2 separate regions of the Mus musculus genome follow, and region 1 is linked to region 2. Evidence: chromatin contacts called from public Hi-C data. All regions are on one chromosome and are shown on one strand. Each heading gives the region's core, a stretch centred on a gene start, on an enhancer-like site or on the middle of the called end of the contact. The rest is flanking DNA. Distances are from core to core; before and after follow the strand shown.

Region 1 (2,700 bases), core at 59-2,558, 670 kb before region 2:
CACTTCTGTTCCCTGTGTTCACATTTCTTCATGTATGGAGGAACAGAACTTACTGGAAAAGGAGAGATTTCTCATAGAGCTTGATGAGAAGCCACCAGATCCTGGATTATCTGAGAATTTGTGTTCACACACAATGAAGACTAAAAGCCATGTGCTTCAAAACGGTGAATTTGTCAGTCAGAACCATTTATCTAACATGTAGAGTAGGTGACATCGTTAGAGGTATGTGATAGCCGACATTATTTCATGTGCCAGTGAGTGCTTCTCTATATTCTGTGTGGCTGACCTGAACAGCCACATCACTCTGCACTACCTTTCTTTAAGCATGGGATTCTAATCTCCAAGAAGAGTGGAGGTGTGGAGCATCCCATGGCCCTAGGCTACCATGGTATCCAGGACTAGAAAATGAAGTAGATAAAGCTGCAAGCTGCTTAATCATCACTGCATCATAAGTGTTTGGATGCCATAGAGGTATCAGAAAACTGGATAGTCTAGGCCAATCATTCCCCATGCGCTGAATATAAATAATTATGTGGTAAGCAGGATCTCTCAGAATCTGTGGCCAGTATGGAGGTACAGTATTTGCAGAAAATGTTATATAGGTATAGTACTCCGAGACAATGGGAAAATTATATTATGGTAGATACATAGGCCAGTGATACAAAGCTATATGGTCATTTTCAAGTGCCATACATTATGTGCCATGCAGATGACTTTTATATGACAGCAGTGCAGTGTTCATTTGTATGAGCATCATCACCAACATATAAGTGATGGGCTGCCTTAAGATAGTATGATGGCTGTGGGGACACTAGGAGATATGAATTCTCAACTCCATCAAAGCAGCTCATCCCCTTAGGGCAGTTGTTGGTCACCACCTAGAACTACCATCTGCCCCACTTTGTGCCCAGTCCTGGGACACTGATGGAACCAAGAAGCTGACGGGTCAGGGGAATAGGGGTTGCTCTTGCCAGTAGCCAAATGAAAATTAGTCACCAGCTTAACTATACATATACCGCTCAGCCCTGCCCTGTGCCCATTGACTTTTTAGGACCACAGCAGAGGCAGGTACACAGCCAGGGTGCAAATCTTCCTTCAGCAAAGGATCTCCTGGTTCTTTTTTGTTTCTGCCATCTGCCAGCCCATCTCATGCGCTCCCATGATAGGCTGAACAGATTCTTGACTTCTTTCCAGTTGTCACTAATTACGCTGCAGATCTGTAAATCATGCCAGGCCTGCACTGACAGGGAGGGAGATTGGTCCTCTGCCTTGCTGAGCTCAGGGCTCCTGGGTACACCCACAGCAAGCATCCCCAAAGTAGCTCCTGGGGGCAAAGGGAAGCTGAGTCACATGGTTACCAGGGCCCTGCATATGTATGCATAGCCGAGTCCCAGGTCTCAGGCAGTATAAACCCTGTCTGGAAGAATTTAGCTGTTATGCTTCTGCCTGTAGGCTTTTATGGCTGTTTGGAAAGCTGGAAGGCAGAGCAGGGCTGGTTTCACCTGGGAGATGCTCTTAGTATTGCATCTGGAGTTTGACAAAGATGGAACCGTATACCGTGAATGTAGTCAAATAATAAAGTAGATTAATTATTTCTAAGATGAGGTATGGAAATCTGTATATTAAAGTGTATAAAGCGGGTGATTTAGGGATGGGTATCTTCACTTTAAGAATTTCCCAATACTTGAATATGTGTTTCAGCTCCTTGGTGATCAGTTCTAGTTTCTGTATGGAGAAGAGATTTTTTTCCTTTCTCTTTCTGTCTTTAACTCTGGTGTTTTGGTGAGGAAGCATGGTCCTTTGATGACATGCATGAGGACCTATATATGCATGAAAATCATATGTACAGTCTGGGTGCACATATCCCTAGCTGCCACTTGGAGAAGGCTGGTGCCCACTTGAAGTTCTGCAGTCAGAGTGGCATTGGCTGAGAGGTTGCCCCCAGTAGCCCTAGCCACAGGTCTCCTAGCCAGCCTTGTTCACTGCACAGATTGCTGTCTAATGGGGCGGAGCCAGCTGAAGTGCCTTCTATTAATGGAGCAGAATATAAACAGAATAAAGGCTTCATTTCTCAGGCTGTGGTTTCATTATTAATATACTTTACAGTTCACAGGTTGTACATTTGTGCCCGTGTTTTCTCAGCTGGTGTAATCTGTGGCTCAGGGTGAGAACAGTCATAAAATTTTCATTTCCAGTTGAATGTGCATCCAATTCGCCATGAAATGTTCTATCTGTCGTGAATATTAAGTGCACTGAAGCAATGGCTGCTGGATTAGGTAAAGAAGCTCATGGCCCCTCCCAGACCTGGCAGAGGCCAGGCATGTTCTGTAGCATGGGTGAGGATGTTTACAGAGAAGCTGTAGTCCATGGCCACTTCTAGGAGCTAGGTGCAAGGAGAGGAAGTATGTTCCAAGGGCTGCGGAACAGACAGGAATACCAGAGCAGAGCACTATGGGACAGAAGGGGAAGGCGACCAGATACTCAAGGATGGAGAAGCAGAGTGCCTGAATATATGTGAAGAGGGAGGGAGCTGCAAAGGAGAGAGCCAGCCCAGGAGGGCACATAGTTGTCAGCATTAGAGAATGCAGGCAGAGTATTCTATGCACAGTGCCTTTTTAGGCACATCAATAGCATTGTGAGTTGAGCATAGGGCTGTTGGTCACAGACAGACTGTGAACAGCTATGGCTGAGCGAGCTTCT
Region 2 (2,700 bases), core at 112-2,611:
TTTTCCATATCATCTCTCTTCGAAAAGGCAAAATAACTCAGTATTAAAATAATTATTTTTACTTTCCAAGCAGCCCTATGAATAGTTACAGGGATGATAATATGGCCTCATTTATATAAAATGAGTTTTTATCTATACTGAAAACTTCAGTCTTCTGTAGCATGCTGTAGCACGTCACTTCCTAAGGTCTCTCAGCACAATCAAGGGCCTGTCAAAACAAAACTGATCTCCCACAGGAAGCAATTGTCCTCTCTGAGCTGGGGAAATTTTCACAGGGAATTGAGTGTGTACACAAGCTTAGGATATCTTGGCTTTACCTTCTGGTCTCTGCTCCTTGCCTGACTTTGTTCAGGATTTAGGAACTAAGAGGTCATGTGACCTGGAACAGACACCTTCAAGGGGGTTTACTAATTCTGATAGGTGTATCATTTAACTCGTTGATACATTCGGAACACTAACTTCCCAAGAAATAAACCCCTAATGAACTCTTTCAAGGAGTCATAAAAGTCATTTTACATAGAGCTATAAGGCTATAGGAAAATCTATAAGGCTATAGCACTACTCTTATCTAGCATGCATAAGGCCTTGAGTTTGATCCCCAGTATTGCAAAAAATGAAGAGGTAAAATGAATTGTAAGTTTTAGAAAACAAAAATACTACCAAAAACCATATGATAGATTTCCCTGAGGCCAAGACTGTGGGTTTCCCCTTACTGAGAACATGGCCTCTCAGTGAAACAACTGAGTACCTCGTCTTACTGATAAGAAAGGAACACAGCTCATAGAACAGATTAGTAGACAAGGAAAAAGAGAGAGGTTGAAAGCTGAGCTGCAGAAATCTGCATGGACTGTTTATGTTCTTTCAAGAAATGTTGAGGTAGTAGCAAGCTATTTTAGCATAGAGAATAGTAAGAATTAATGATGGTGGGAAGAAGTGAAGGAGACCATAGGTAACAAGAAAAGAGTGTCCGGTGGAGGCACCTTGTAAGATTAGAGCAATGGAAGAGAAGATTACACGAGGTAAAATCTGTAGAGGAGATCCAGAGAGTAATAGGTGGGCACAGGGATAGGTTTGTCTATAGCAGGGGAAAGGGGCAGAAGAGAGAAGAGAGACAAAATCAACATGGCTTGTGCTGACTTTTAAAAGTCAGCTACCACAACGGTCAGGTAAGCAGCAGCAGTCATAGTTGAACATACACATTGTTGTTTCCACAAAGCATGAAAAGCAACCATTCAGCTTTTCCTTTTTTATTCCCCTTTCCCATTACCAAGCCCAGCTGTTAAACATTAGAATTGAAGATCATGAAAACAGGCCAGTAGCTAATAAGAGAGAGAGAGAGAGAGAGAGAGAGAGAGAGAGAGAGATTGAAGCTTGAAGCTCGCCCTCTGCTGGTAGAACTGTCTTACTGCACCCAGAAGGCAGAAGCTCAAGTTTCTAAGTTTTTTATTTAATTTTCAGGGACAGGAAGGAGGAGGACAGCAGAATTTGTAAATTTATTAGTGATATCCCCCTTGTTTATGAAACAATTCATTGCCTCTAACAAAAGACTGAAAGAACAAGAGGTATTTGGCAGTGTTGAAACTCTTTTGCCACTACTACTACTATCCACATTTCCTGGGTTCACATACACTGCGGTTAGATGCTTTTGGCACCTTTGAACCACCAGTCCCCTGCAAAAGTGAAGTCCCACAAATCATACCTCAAAGAGCAGACCTGGAACTTTCCTTGAAGCAACACAATAAGGATAAGGCACTCTCATCCACTACAAGCTAAGGGGTGCTCAAAAGATGAGAAGCACTTGTAACTCATGCTGTCTTTAGGACCATGCAGGTCAAGAAGACAGGACTTTGGGATCTTTCACTAGCTGAAAAGATGATTTACCTACGAACCTCCCAAGGCAGAAGGGATCCAAATTTAACCCTAGGGTTCATGTGAAAAGATTTCTTCCTCTGGGAGATATCTGTGTGTGTTGGAAGGACTCCACAAGGAAAAGCACAGAGAACAGGAAGAAGGAAATCCCACCCTCAATATCTCCTTGTAGAAGCCAGGCATTCTGGCTGCAGAATCTGGGTCAGAATATTTTATTTTCACTATAACCATCAAAGTCATAGGCAGGGCAAACACATTCACCCTGTGTACACTGAGACATACTTAAGCTGGGATGTCCCTGAATCTGTCTCCTAGGACCAGAACTGCCTCATTAAAGGGATAAAAGATGATATCTGCTGAGCTCGTGGAAAGTGGTGGCTGCATTTTTATTAAAGTCTCTGCTGCAGCAGGCCCAGTCCCCAAAGGTTCATATTCCAAGCATCTCCACCCCTCTGCCTGGAGCATGGAAGTGATTCTCTGTAACTCATTAAGCTAAAACAAAAAGCTTCCCTATTGTGCTTCTCACACAGGAATGATGTCGGTGCATAAAAGCTACATGCTTGCTCTTCTTGGTCCCAGCCCATAAAAACACAAAGGCCTCATAATTTGCATCAGGGCCCAAGTGCACCGCACAGGGTTAGACTGAGGGGCTGTGTCTTCCTAAGACTCATAAAAAGTCGTGCCCTGGCACAGGAAATCTAAAGCCTTCAATTGTGAAATAGCCCCAACACACGCTGCCATCACAGATGGTTAGCTGAGGGCGATCCTGTGTCATCACATCCTCCTGGCCTGGAAGAAAAATCCAAGGGTATTTAGTTAACTACGCAGTGT

The links. Hi-C and Micro-C count contacts between places; a contact is called where the count stands out from the background.
Region 1: a contact with region 2 is called in a Hi-C map of cerebellar granule neurons, with 2.3 times the contacts expected there. The contact joins two enhancer-like sites. A contact is called at or near these places in 1 of 484 Hi-C or Micro-C datasets (cerebellar granule neurons) and 2 of 115 datasets of contacts at active chromatin or transcription factors (embryonic forebrain and neural tube).

What each region holds. Positions count from the first base shown.
Region 1 is chr9:29,074,714-29,077,413 of GRCm38.p6, reverse strand. The region is part of intron 3 of Ntm (neurotrimin); the gene reads left to right. Gm15520 (a long non-coding RNA gene) reads right to left here. Exons shown (of 6, transcript XR_003948299.1): 6 at 1-2,700. Among named protein-coding and RNA genes, the nearest start is that of Gm15520, 41 kb to the right of the region's middle. Within about 2 kb of position 1,308, at least 15 of the 459 cell types and tissues checked have an H3K27ac peak or open chromatin away from gene starts, as enhancers often do. A contact at or near this core is called in cerebellar granule neurons, where this site is marked.
Region 2 is chr9:28,404,707-28,407,406 of GRCm38.p6, reverse strand. The region is part of intron 2 of Opcml (opioid binding protein/cell adhesion molecule-like); the gene reads right to left. Among named protein-coding and RNA genes, the nearest start is that of Gm39313, 9.9 kb to the right of the region's middle. Within about 2 kb of position 1,361, at least 6 of the 459 cell types and tissues checked have an H3K27ac peak or open chromatin away from gene starts, as enhancers often do. A contact at or near this core is called in cerebellar granule neurons, where this site is marked.